Linked DNA regions of Gasterosteus aculeatus: region 1 is linked to region 2. The links are chromatin contacts, called in public Hi-C maps. All regions are on one chromosome and are shown on one strand. The core of a region is the stretch at or near the end of the contact, and the rest is flanking DNA. Distances in the headings are between cores, read along the strand shown. Region 1 overlaps col24a1 (collagen type XXIV alpha 1). Region 2 holds the start of dnai3 (dynein axonemal intermediate chain 3).

The links. Hi-C and Micro-C count contacts between places; a contact is called where the count stands out from the background.
Region 1: a contact with region 2 is called in a Hi-C map of skeletal muscle, with 4 times the contacts expected there. The contact joins the enhancer-like site here to the promoter of dnai3 in region 2. A contact is called at or near these places in 3 of 6 Hi-C or Micro-C datasets (skeletal muscle and whole body).

The regions. Positions count from the first base shown.
Region 1 is chr8:9,967,608-9,974,766 of fGasAcu3.hap1.1, reverse strand. It overlaps col24a1 (collagen type XXIV alpha 1), which reads right to left. Exons shown (of 60, transcript XM_078108108.1): 27 at 5,800-5,853; 28 at 5,140-5,193; 29 at 3,412-3,465; 30 at 3,223-3,267; 31 at 2,393-2,437; 32 at 498-551. Among protein-coding and RNA genes, the nearest start is that of znhit6, 19 kb to the left of the region's middle. Within about 2 kb of position 4,441, at least 1 of the 9 cell types and tissues checked has open chromatin away from gene starts, as enhancers often do.
Region 2 is chr8:9,839,790-9,846,508 of fGasAcu3.hap1.1, reverse strand. It overlaps dnai3 (dynein axonemal intermediate chain 3), which reads right to left and starts at 1,917. Exons shown (of 24, transcript XM_040185229.2): 1 at 1,685-1,917; 2 at 702-783; 3 at 478-560; 4 at 323-361. The coding sequence starts at 538. mcoln3b (mucolipin TRP cation channel 3b) reads left to right here and starts at 2,029. Exons shown (of 15, transcript XM_078108105.1): 1 at 2,029-2,055; 2 at 2,191-2,236; 3 at 2,777-3,000; 4 at 3,089-3,256; 5 at 3,553-3,706; 6 at 3,829-3,904; 7 at 3,997-4,093; 8 at 4,258-4,357; 9 at 4,529-4,641; 10 at 5,134-5,271; 11 at 5,378-5,479; 12 at 5,671-5,793; 13 at 6,112-6,318; 14 at 6,459-6,586. The coding sequence starts at 2,779.

The DNA of each region.
Region 1 (7,159 bases), core at 3,192-5,691, 130 kb before region 2:
GGGTAATAAGGCACCGGTGCCAGATAATATACAATTTTATCATATATTGAAACAAAAACATACAATTAAGTGATTAAGTCTGTAGAACAGGGAAAGCTGATAACTGAGATTAAAATTCAATTGAAATCGAAGGCCAGATGAGACCCATTACATAACATAAACCGCGCCTCTGGTGTTGTTGGAACGTCCTACCCGAATAAATATTTGTCTCAGATTGTTTGTCTTCATGAGGAGTTGGCTGATTTCCAAGAAAATCAACAACTTCAAGACAAATCCAAGAAGGGAAGCACAAGCTGTAGTGTTTAAAGCTGTGCATCATGTAGAGAGATAACGCAATGAAATCTAAACTTCTTTCTCCTCTCAAACATACTACTGAAACCTTTGCAAAACAAACAAAATAAAGATTCCAGAAAAGTTTGTTTTTGCCAATTTTGCATTTGTCTGCAGTCTCCTGAAAGAACCACATCAATTTAACAGTCAGAAGACAGGATACTTACTGGCTCGCCGTGGGGTCCCATCTCCCCGGTGATGCCTGGAATACCCGGTTTACCCTGGAAACACACACGTTCAAGTACAGCTTCAATCATCTATTTGTGAGAGAAAGCCCGGCGTCGGTCACGGTCCTCTTCTCTTTGTTATCATCACTAGCAAAGTAACCAGAAACATGATAACAGGGTCTAATATTTCAGTGCTGCCCGATGCCTTGAGACACAGAAGCTCTTTGACACAGTGCAAACGGAAAGGCTTTCCTGCAGTGTCAGCTCCAACCATCGTGTCTCCAAGTTTAGACACAGGCACAGTATTTAGTCCGTCATCAGCAGAGGATGCCAACATCTATACGTGTGACTTTAATACAGGTTCCCAATTTGATGAGACAGAAATAAATTCAGAAGCATTGCGGATTAGCTGTATAGTAAATTGGTTTACAAACTTTATAGTGAAATATTAAATCCTCACATAAGCCTTATCATTCTATTCACGGTGCAGATGTGACACAAAATAAAAAATAAAATAAAAAATCTTAAATGTCTCTAGCTGTGCAAATAAGCTTTTTAAAGAGTGGTGCTGAATCAACAGAGAACAAGGCAAAATAAAAGAGCAAGAACAAGATTTAAATATTCTCACGGCTCACAAATCATGTGAGCAAGTTGTCAACCAAACTGCATTCAGCACCAAACTTAATTGACTATGACATCACAGATCACGTCACTAAACACTATGAAGTGTCCAGAGGCCAGGTTGAACTTTGCACTTAGTTTAGGTCCCACCTGGTCACTACTGTGTTTGTCCAGATGACTAATGAGAGAGGGAGGGAGAGCAAAGGGCTGAGAGAGACTGAAATGATAAGTGGTGAGTCAACACGTGAATGTAGAAAGTGCGGAGCTGCTCATTTGTTGGAGGAAAGGCCAAACAACTAAATCCACCACCGGTTGGGCATGCGGATGAAAGGGATTCTGGGAATCGTCCCGCCATAAATGGATGAAACCAACAGAAACATGCTGTGTATATGAGTATAGACGGCACACTCGAATCAGCTTTTCGATCAGCTGGCGATCAGTGTTTTTTCAACCATCTGTGGAATATCAGATATTTCATCCTTTCACAGCCCAAAAAGCTAAAATCTTTTTTTATTGTAATAATGGAAAATGCTACTTCAGACCAAAAGGTCTGTTTGTTTTGTGGTACAATAACAAGGCACAATCGTCCCATTGGAAGTCCCATCCAAAGTAGAGCCTGTGCAATCAACTGGCTGATATCATGGATCATTATTAGCGGGTTGTATTGGTATTGTCACACATGCCACTGGATAGGCCGATATAAATCAGTGTGGAGTTTTTCCATTACAGAATCTGTCCACCAGAGAGCACTGAAGTGCATATTTCAGGTGTACAATGCTGTCTGCTCACTCATGTACATACCATGGGCCCAATTATTTGATAAAAGCTTAAAACATTTATTTTCTCTGAATTAACTGCTCTTCTAAACGTGTGGCATTGTGGTAAACTCACAAACAAAGTAGATGAACAATTCTTTATTATTTCTTCAATTCAGAGGCAGGAAATGCAGAATACTTTCAGTTACGTTTGTCAGACACGTTCAAACTCACACCAACGCACATTAGTTGAATAAGGGGGATAAATGCACATATATTTTGATTGTACTCGGAAAAAATACACAGTCCCTGTTTTTAACTTCAACAACCTCCTCTTTAGTGACTTTGTAGGTCCACACTCTTAAAGGTATAATTATATATATTTCTGGTAAAAAGAGGATGTGTGAATGTTTTACAAGTGCGTGGTGTCTGCTGTTGTCATAGTGATGGTTCATGCTTTAGTGAAGAGGATAATTAGAGCTGAAAGAGAGATTCAGCATTCAGTTAAACATTACTTACATTCTTCCCTGGAGGGCCTCTTGCTCCCGGACTGCCCGCCTTGCCCTGCAGAGGAGAAATCATTATTTAAATGATTAACAAGCAGTCAAACCAAATAACCAAATAATTATTATAATCCGTTTTGAGAGAAATACTGAAAACATAGTAATCTTTCATGTCTGCAAAGCACCACTTCTAATAATGGGTTTAACAGGGATGTGCTCCTTAGTTTCTTGCCCAGGTCATTTGGAATGACTTGTTACAGGTAGAAATGTTATAGGTGTGACATTAATTAAGTGTTTGTTGAATTTAAACCTACTGTTTGCTCATAAATTCCTACATAATGTTTTGTATATTACAGAGCAATGTTATGAAGCCCTTTAATATTTGTCCTTTGTTGGTTTTATTAGGATTAGGATTAGGTTTAGCTCCGGCTTCCTCTCTAAAAGCTGGCAGCTCTACATAATAACTGTGTTTGGGAGAAACTCGGTACCGAGGTGCTAAGACAAAGGCCCATTCTGCAAATAAAGACTGATGAAAGACTCGCCGAGCTTTTAGAGGGGCCCAAGGGTTGATGATGTGGAAATGTCTTTTCCACGCGAGTGTTCAAAAGTAATGCGTATGTGAACCTCAAGGCCTCAGGTTGATGCCTTTCTATGACAAGGATTATTCATGGCTTTCGTTACTAAAATATGGGTGTTTTCATTTCTTAAGAGCCTGAAGTCTTCATCCGGAAATGTGTTCAGCATGTAAAATACAAACGTTGTGGCCTGTTATGTAATAAAACTCTTTTTCTGTCTATAAGATAAAAGACAAAAATACATTTTGCAACATTTTTAAAGTTTACTTACTATGAATCCCGACTCTCCTTTTGGTCCAATGTCACCCCGTTCACCCTGAAAACAAAAGGTTTCGACACATTTTGGAAAACTTTGGAGGAACTAAAAGAAATAAATCATCCACATTATGTGACAAATCATTTCAACTGTAACACTGTGGCCAATATGCAGGAGGATTGTCCCATGTTCACACAGCTTTACCTTGGTGCCCTGAGGGCCTGGTTCACCGAGTGGGCCTTCTGGACCCTGGGGCCCCTGTGCGAAGGAAACATGAGACACACCTTTCATCACTCAAAGAAGAATGAGCAGTTTAGGTAACACATACTTTGAAGCATCATACCTTAGTTCACAGATATATATATATATATATATATATATATCTGTGAAACACCACCAAAAACCACTCCCACTAACATTGCATGGGTTTCCCAGCAATGTAGTGCCAACTTACAGGTAAGGGGACAGATACAAATCTGTAAATACAACACAAGACCCTCCTCTTCCCTCTCTTGTCCACCCTTTTCTTTTATGTCTCTTCCTTTCATGTCTCTCTATCAGTTTCTAGTCTGAGCCTCTGGCTTTCAATCCGGCTCTCACCCCTGTCAGATCACTTTACTCCCATTACGCCTCCAGGGAGACACACATGGCTTTGTCTTCGTCTCTCTCTGTCCCTTAATAGTTTGTCTCTTTCACCAATCTGGGTTCAAAGCTCATTGAGGCAATCAATTCTGCAAAGTGACCAACGCTAACGTAACCTGCGCCCTGTCCTCAGTGTTTCACTGCTTCTTCTCAATGAGTTAAATGTAAGAAGTTATAACATTCATTAATTTAGGCCATAGGTACTGATAAACCTAATGCCATCATTAACATGTTTAGATGGTCTGACAGGCCCATTTGTAAACAGAATAAATAGTTTGACATGTTTGTATAAAGCAAGGAAGGCAATTCAACCAATTTGTGCACAAGTTGTGAAACACGTTATTACGGTTTTCTGTGACGGTAGCAGGTTGAAACATTGAGGAGGTAGTTCATCAGAAATCATCGACTAGCGAAGGCGCTACGCAAATAATTCAGCTCCAGTCTACGCCTGGATCGTTCAGAGCTCAAAGGCTGAACTGATAAGTATGATTGATTTGCTTTATTTTCCTTCCATTACGTTGCATTCTGATCTCTCAACTGTGCAGAGATCAATGGCGCGTGACATGTTTTCCTAAAACAAAAACAGGCGCCAGACGAGGAGGGCGGATGAGGGTAACGATGTATATCTCACCTCAGCCAGACGGGAAATGCAACCACAGACTGACACGTGTGGATTACGGTAAAGACGTGACATATTAAGTACTGCCATATGTTTTGCTCTGGTAAAATGGAAGTGAACGATGGATACGTGGTAATGTGCAGGAGGTGTTGTGGTATTGGGTAGAACTACTCTGGTCACGCAAACCATCCGTTTAGTGAAATTAGTGAAAAATAAATATTCATAGTTGTACATTACGGTTGTGCACAAACAATTATTGTGATATGAAGGAGCAGAAAGTTGGCCCCGGATAGATATTTCAGTTGAATCACATCGTTTGAACTGCTCTTAAATAAATTAATTTGCTTCCGAGTGCAAAATGATATACTGATATACTGAAGTCTCAATGATCTTGACCTACGTTCCCCGAGGGTGTCATTCACCTCTCAGCCACACGATGTCTCACCAGTATTACTGCACCAAATCCAACTGACATTGCGTCCTTCAAAAGAGATTACGAATCCACCTGTAACTAAACCTGAGCCAATTTCTTGCTTTCAACTTTGGTTTGTGGAAAATAGGTTGTGATGCAAAACCAACTGCCAAGGGACTTGGTGAGTGAAGTTTCCATCAGTCGTTGAGTTAAAAGTAGGCTTAGATACTTAAAGACCTCGAAGTTAGACTGCTCTTACCCTCCTGCCCTTTGGCCCAGCAACGCCTGGAGTCCCCCTCTGCCCCTGCAGCCCCTGTGAGAAAAATCAAGACGGACACAAGTAAGATCTGAGAGACAGAATGAAGGCAGGTAAGTAGTAGCCATTTAGGAAGGTGTTCCTTTGGCATAATGCAGAGAAAAACTATAAAATACAGTGTAAATATTTCTAAATTGGGAAAGATCTCTCAATGCGTCTTTTATACCACATCAACACAAGTCCTAATGGACGCGTTACGAAGGCGTCAGCAGACCTACTGAACAATCTGTCTGCTAAGAAACCTTGTTTATGGGAACGTTTGAATTCCTTTTTAGGACAATTGCAGGACAGTTAAGAAAAATATTATTATGGGGCCTTAAAGCCCATATTACAGTATTCAGCAAACCGGTTCAGGTTTGACAGATAATATCATTGTATGCAATTTTATGAATGCAAATGTCGATATTTCTGAAAAGGAACCCAGCACTTCTTAAGCCTTATTTTATCTTTTATGTATTACTCCTCAATAAACCAATAGTAATTTCTAGCAAATTATCTGATAAGTTTAATATAAGTTATATAATGCTAGTATAATGGATTTACGTGTGATCATCCCCATGCACACAATCACAGCATGGTATTAGACGAGTGTTTGACACTTACTGCTGCACCTTGCAGGCCGATGTCCCCCGGACTTCCTGGTGTCCCTGAATAGCCCTTACACCAAAACAGAAAGAATAAACATTATAGAAAGGTTGACTGTGCAATGGCATAGTAGTTACCACTTTATAGCCAAACTGCCGCATTATTGCACCTGCAGTGCAAATAGGTCGGTGGATGATGCCGTCAACAAGTTTGCCACCACATGCTTCATCACCTCGACTCACCGGGGACGTCCGCACGGGTGGTGTTTGTGGAGTTCAGCTCAGCGCTCAGATACTCAAACACAGCCTCCACCTGTCAGTGGGTTACTAACAGCCCGAGAGACAGGTGGCGCTGGGAAAAAATCACTTCAAGTACCTGGACTGTAAGCACCAACGCCCCCTCCCAGGGATGTGTGCTCTCCCCACTGCTCTTATCCCTCAACTCAACAGCCCCGCGTCTGCTGTGGATCTCCGGGGAAACTGAAGTGACAGGGATGAGCTCACTCAGGGAGTTCAACCTGCATCGGGAGCTGCTGGCCCTGTTTTAATCATCCAGTCTGTTCTCTGTTCTTCCATCTCAGTGTGGTTTGGATTGGCCACAAACCAGGGCAGGAACCGACTACAACGGATCATCAGGTCTGCAGAGGGAACAATTGGCTCCAGCCCAAACTTCATCCTGGACCCGTTCTGCAGAATTGTTTTCAATATTACATCTTTCTCAGGACCCACTGGAAAGAGAGCGACACCTGGGTCTGTGGTTCTCATCTAATCACAACCCATCACACATCCTCATCCATCCAGGAATAAAACCACAAAATCAAACCAAGACCTGAGTGTCTTTGCCAGGAAATGTTAATCCCTGCAAAGTGCCTTCAAACAGAAACCAAACTTCACAAAAAGATTATTGTCATCTGTGCTGACAGCCCGAAGCCCAACGGCAACTCCTCACCAACGTGGCTTCATTTTAGCCCAAAAATGGTTCAACCAAATCACCATAACTCCCTGAATATGACACAAAGATCTCTTTATCTCTCTCAGTCAAACATGCACACGGACGAGCACTGATTTAATCATCTAACTATTCCGACAGGGAGCCACCAAATTAATTCTCTTCTTTTCCAATCAGTCAGGCTGCTGGCCAGCTAGGTCAGGACCGATGCCCGAAGCCACAGACATTGAAATTAGGCAAGGCCCCAGGAAACTGAAGGATGCAGGCCAACCTGTGCAAGCATCAGTGTGGGAGAGAGTGGAGACGCTGCTGCACGGGACAACGGCACCTTGTTTTCTTCAGGGAATCAATAGTGTATAAAAGATTTGAATGAAAACACAATTTCCACAGTGTGTGTGTTGGTAATGTCATAACATTTACCAAATACTTT
Region 2 (6,719 bases), core at 668-3,167:
AGGTGATTGAATAAAAATTTGCTATAAAGTAAATATAACGCTTTAGTAATCTGTATTCAAAGGTCATGTAGGATTTACTAGACTTAATAATTGAGATTCTATTCAGAAACTATCTGCCAAACTACAGAAAAAGTGGTTAACGTGCTAGGTTTAGCTAGTTTTACTTAAATTCTTAACATGCTTCTTCAAGTTGATATGGATGTGAATGCAATACGTTTTAAATAAATATTGAAATAATGAAAGCTCTTTGTTAAATTGTTTCTTCTGATCCGGGTCAGGGTGGGTAAACACACAAGAACAACAGTAGATGTTTTTCTCTTACCAGGCTTTGTCTCATGTACGGGGGACTGAATCCTTTTGCCTAAATGGAAAATAATTGTCAGTTCACCATTTCTTTACTGTGCGTTTTCCATTTGAACGAGACAAACATGCGCACAATGAATCAAATCAACACTATACTAATACTCATACACTCACCTTTCCCTTTCCCCTTACTGCCTGCACTGCTTGTTGCACTTTTGGATCTCTTGGGCGGCATCCTTGCTCATAGAATAGTTCCACTAATGACACGGAGAAAGTTTAACACAACGCAGAAACTTGTACATCTTCATACTGATATTTTATTGATCAACTGTCGCACATTGGTATTCACACACAGTGGCAGAAAAGTGTGTTGCCCCCAAAAGTCATTATCAACGCACGTACGCCATCTTCTGGAGGAGCGGGTCATTTTTACTTAAAGGAAGGGTCCTAGAAGAGAGGAGCCTCTCTATTTAGCTCCAGCTGTGAAAAAGAATAAGAGCAAAGCCCTCCGGATGACATATATGTTTATATGGTGTAAGTTACATAAGTTTAAACTTGTTAAGATTAAAGCTACTCATGTGAGTGGGGAATTTGGGAAGTAATCAGGTTTCACAACATGAATACGTTTTTTTGTGTTCAGAGGTCTGACGTTACCTCTGAACACATAAAAAGCATAATTACGTAATTTTAATTTGTTATAGTATATATTTGTAAAGCAACTTTCAACAACAGGTTCTTTGCATTAGACCAGAGGTATTCAACTAAAATGTAAAAGAACATTACTAGAAGCAAAGGTCCGCAAGACCATAATGTGACTATTTAGTGTAATTAAAGTTGTATTAACATCTGCATGTAATGAACACACGACAGACGAATCAAATGAACTTAATTCAGTACGATTCAAAAACTCTTTGAGAATATTTATTGTCACGTAACAAAGAACTGAACATATTTCATTTCAGAAAAACAAAATAAAGGGAGGAATTGCTTGATTTTCCCCTTTTCTGTTTCACATTTGGACTCAACAGTCTCAGACGATTATAAATAGTAAATCTATCAGCCAATTATAAACAATAAATCTAAACATATTTTAATAATTGAATTTTTTAGAATATAACGTGACAGTCTCCTCCTCACATAGAGGAGCTCATTGTGCCTCATAATGGCGTTTCACATCGGCACTTTTAATAACTGTTATGGTTTCTAAGCATACGAGACAGTTAGTTAGTAGTTAGTGACCTCTCATCAGACGAATGTAATGCTATAAAAAAAATGAACTTCCATTACTTAAAGTATAAACAATTAAACTATGCAAAAGTGAATTATTTAACGTTACCTCTAAATTGTAACGTCGGTGTTCAATGGCGGCTCGCTAGCTTACCTTTGGTAACGGTAATGAAACGGACACTGTGGTCAGGCATAAAGTATCTGACCTAAAGCCCGCTGGAGATGCCACTTCCACACTTCACGGCGACGGTTTATAAACCAGTTAGGCAGAATGATTAATAATGATAATTCATGAACATTTACCGTTGAAGCCTGAAACCCTCTCAACACTTTTCCCACGCCTATGACTGTTTGGTTGCCAGTGGTTACATGAGTGGGCGTGTGTGTTTGGTGGCAAGAAGGGGCGGGCAGGGTATTGACGGACATATCGAAGAGCCAATCAGATCTTAGCGGCAAAATGAGTATGGTTGTCGTGACATAAATTACCTGAGCCAATACAGATTGCTTGAGGAGTTTGACCGCAAGGTAACGCACTCAACACGCACTCGCGAAGTTCAACCGGCTTTAGTCAGTTTACTTTCACTCTCACAACACAACGATATATTGAATCACTTGAATCGTGAATTTCTATTTGACCAAGACATTTCGGACACAACGCAGGTGACAGGTGAACGCAAGTAGTTTATTAACAGGCAGCGCGACATCGGTGAGTAATCTACGACTAAAGGTGTTTACATTTTGTTTCTTCTATTGAAAAAAACTACTGTTTAGTGTTGACCGTGATCAACGGGATATCATATTATCGTCCACACGACAAAAAGTCATTTTTAGTGGATTGCCTAAGCCGGAAGCTGAATGTGAGCTGCTTTGTTGTTGCATATTCAACAATCTAGGCAGCGGATCTCCGTCCTCTCCTCAGTTTGAACATCCATTTGCTGTAGAAAGCATTTCACAGCTTCTACTGAGCTCGTGCCATGTTTTTGTGTCTTTTACTCAAAAAAATAAGAGGAAAAATAACCCATAGATTTCCATGGATCATCCACAGCTCTACAGTAATTCAACTAGGGGTTTAATGATCAATTTTTGTCAATAGTGTCCAGTGATACAGTGTAAACAGAAAAAGGAACGTCACAATCTTCAAAAATAAATGATGTATCGCATGACAATTGTATTTGGTTGAACAGCATTAATAACAGGACACAAACGATGCATTATAGAACTTGAGTCACTGTTGTATTAATTGTAGACATGGAGGAGTCCAGTGACTTGTATGACATGCATGAGACGAATGGCTCCCCTCCCTGGGACGACCACGACCATCGGTGCCTGGAGGAGCTGGACAATGTGGAGTGTCTCAGAAGGAAGATCAAATTTTTCTTCATGAACCCCTGTGAGAAGTACCACGCTCGTGGCCGAAAACCATGGAAACTCCTACTGCAAATCATCAAAATTGCCATTATTACTATCCAGGTGAACATCTCAGACATGACCTGAACATATGTTAACTGTGTTGCTTCAATACCCAGATAACAATTGTCATTTCTTCTCGTAACCTTAGTTAGTATCTTTTGGGCTGAGCAACCAGATGGTCGTCAGGTTCAAGGAGGAGAATCTGATGACTTTCAAGCACCTTTTCTTGAAAGATTATGTCAATGGAGGCATGGATATGAATGCTGTTTACAGACAGGCTGATGTTTACGATCACATCGACTACGTCCTTGAACAGGTAACTGTCTTCTAGCTGTGGTTTTACTTTTTCTTGCAACAAACACCAAGAAAGCATCATTTGTACTTTTTTTTTTTTTTTTAATTCAAGCGAGACATTTTTTCTCCTTTTTCCTACGATAAATCATTACTGGAATTTAAGGGCATATTTCATGTGTGACCAAAGAGCTTTGTCATGTCATGGGATTGGACTTTGTTCATGGTTTTTTGAGCATTCATCATTATTGTTTTGTATCTTTGAACTGCATAACTCTGAACCCTGAACGGTTGTAACAAATGTAAATTGTTAATTCCTAGTACGGACATCTGCACAACATCACAGTAGGCAATCACGAATATGAGAAAAATGGTACTTTCTACAACCCCCTGACAGTGTGTCAGGAGTTCTACCGAAACGGTACCATCTACCCGGGCAATGAGACCTTTGAAATTGATGCCCAAGTAAAAACTGGTACGTATGCATGACTGTTTGAGCTGTGAGGAAACATAATACTGAAACCACGTCTAATGCTTTTAGTTGTTGCTTCTCTGTTGTCGACTTTTTTTCCCCTCTTTTGTCGTGGCGTCTAACAGATTGCTTTAACGTTTACCCGATGGATCATCCGTCATTGAGGGAAGCGCTTCCAAATTTCAAATTGCATTTCAAAAGGTTGGCACGTAACGTTTAACCGAAAGTCTTCTCCTCTCTGTTTAATGCAGGATGTGAGACGCCGCAGGTAATGCGTCTGCTCTGTCTTCCAGAATGCTCTCCGTCAAGATCACGTTTGTCCTTAAAGCCATAAATTTACAGACGGTGAGACATCGAGAGCTGCCCGACTGCTACGACTTTACCGTTGTTGTAAGTCTGATGATGATGATGATGATGATGATGATTGGACACATCCGAGCACTTCGCTGTTGCCGTTGGCGTGACAAAAATCCCTTGTGTCTCTGCTCCTTAGCTGTTGGGTTTGACTTTGACTTCAGTCCTTTTTCTTAAACGTGACTAACTCCTGTTAACAGATAACTTTTGACAACCGAGCGCACAGCGGCAGGATGACGGTTGACCTGGAAAGCGATGTAGAGATCAATGAGTGCAGAGACTGGAAAGTAACTGGAGCATGTAAGTTTGCGCAGCGGAATTTAGGATGAACAACGTCTTGCCTCCCGCTCGTGTCCCCGGACTCATTAAGGCGGCTCTCTAAGCTTGAGGCTCCGCCGGAAGTAAAATCTGTTTCAAGACGTTCGTCCTTGTTCTCGGGTGTGAGCCATTTTAATCTCTCTGTTCCCTCAGCTGCTAGAAACATATACCTGACTGTGCTATTTGACTGCTTCATCATCATAACGTGCATCGGCTCGTTTGCCCTCTGCGCTCGCTCAGTGGTCAACGGGATTCATCTGCAGTTGGTAAGTTCATTCAAATGACTCGACACTTTCCGCAAATCCATTCTGAAGGATAGAAGTTACAGGATTGTTCATGCTCACAGTTTAGTTTTAGTTAGTTTGATAATGTTGGTTTAATTTTCACAGGTAGATATCTTTCATAACATTATTTATACTTTTTTTCAGAAGTGTTACAACTTGTGACACATGTTATGAAACCTGTATTATACAATAGCATCACTTTTTTGTGTCTCTTCATGGCATACTAGGCAATGGTTAATTCATATGAAATATGGCTCATATCTTTATGAAAATTAACTATATAGTCACACTGTGAAAAATGCTGGTATAATAACAATTTGTCTCTGAATGAAAGTGGATTATGAAGTGACATAAAATTGAAGTAAAGTACCTAAAATATGGGCTTGGGTGTTAAATACATGTACTGACATTCATTTAATATTCATCATAATTACTTGTATACTTAATAATAAAATCTTCTGTATTTGTTAACAGGAGTACACACTCTACAGCAGAAACCAAGTGCCGTGGTCAGACAAGTTGGAGTTTTTGAATGGTTGGTATATCCTCATCATCGTTAGCGACACATTGACCATCAGTGGCTCCATTCTCAAGATGGAGATCCAGACAAAGGTAATGTGAAAACTGAGATTGATTTATTGTAAGAATATCAGGTCATCCACACTGTATATAGAAGTGATTCCTTCACATTTGTAGGGGTCCACTTTTTCTCTTTTAGGTCCTCACTAGTTATGATGTCTGCAGCATCTTGCTTGGGACTGGTACCATGTTTGTCTGGATCGGGGTCATCCGCTACATGGGCTACTTCAGGAAGTATAATGTAAAATAACACTTTTATGGGCATCACATGCAATCAATACCACATTGTTTACAACAAACAATCCTGTAGAATGCAAAGACACTCACCTTTACCAACTTGTCTCATTCCTGAACAGGGAATTAGCTAAATGTGTGTGGCATTCAGGATAATCTTCTGATATTTTACTCTGTTGTTATCTGTGGCCTTTTTAGATTCTCATACTGACACTAAGGGCCGCTTTCCCGAATGTAATCCGCTTCATCTGCTGTGCTGGAATAATCTACCTGAGTTACTGCTTTTGCGGCTGGGTCGTCCTCGGCCCATATCATGAGAAGGTTTTGTTGAATTTTTCAAATTCTAAATATGGTTCTTCTTATATTAGAAGGAAATTAGTGGTGAAATGTAACAAAGTACCTTTGTTTTAAGTGATATTTCAAGGTACTTGTAATTCATACCATTAGGGTTAGAAATTACAAGCCATACATCATTTATTAATATCAGCACCTTTTCCCAGCTGCAACTTGAAAGTATTTCAGATGAATGCATCATTATGAGTGTTCCACATAACGAGCACTTTCGGTATCATCTACTCGGAAATACTTTTCTTTTACTTGACCATTAACGTCAAGCCTCTCCGACCCCTTTTGTTTTAGTTTCGTACCTTGAACACTGTGTCGGAGTGTCTGTTCTCCCTGATCAACGGAGACGACATGTACCCGACCTTTAACCACATGAAGCAGAAGAGCAGCCTGGTGTGGATCTTCAGCCGGGTCTACCTCTATTCCTTCGTTTCGCTCTTTATCTACATGGTCCTCAGCCTTTTCATCACGATCATCACCGACACCTATGACACCATTAAGGTGACTTTACTAGTTTAATTTTGTACATTATTTTTCCATACCTTGTGTCGATGATTTGTATCTTGGTTAATCAAACTAATTTTAATTTTTTTTGAAGCTATTATAGCAAACCTAACGGTCACTTTTTACCAATAATTTAGCAGCAGCAGCAGAGTGGGACCCCGACATCAGAGCTGCAAAAATTCCTGTCGGGGTGTAACGACCTGCCAAATTCTGGGATGTACAGACTCGACGAGAACAAGGGCTTCTTGAACTGCTGCGTTAGCAGGTACGTCGAATGCAGCCCACACTATTTAATGTGGTAACTTCAACTACTTTGAATGTCTCTTATCAGCACTAATTAAATGCAGGCACAATGTGCCAAAGCATTTTTATATTCTATGTAGTTATTGGCCATAACT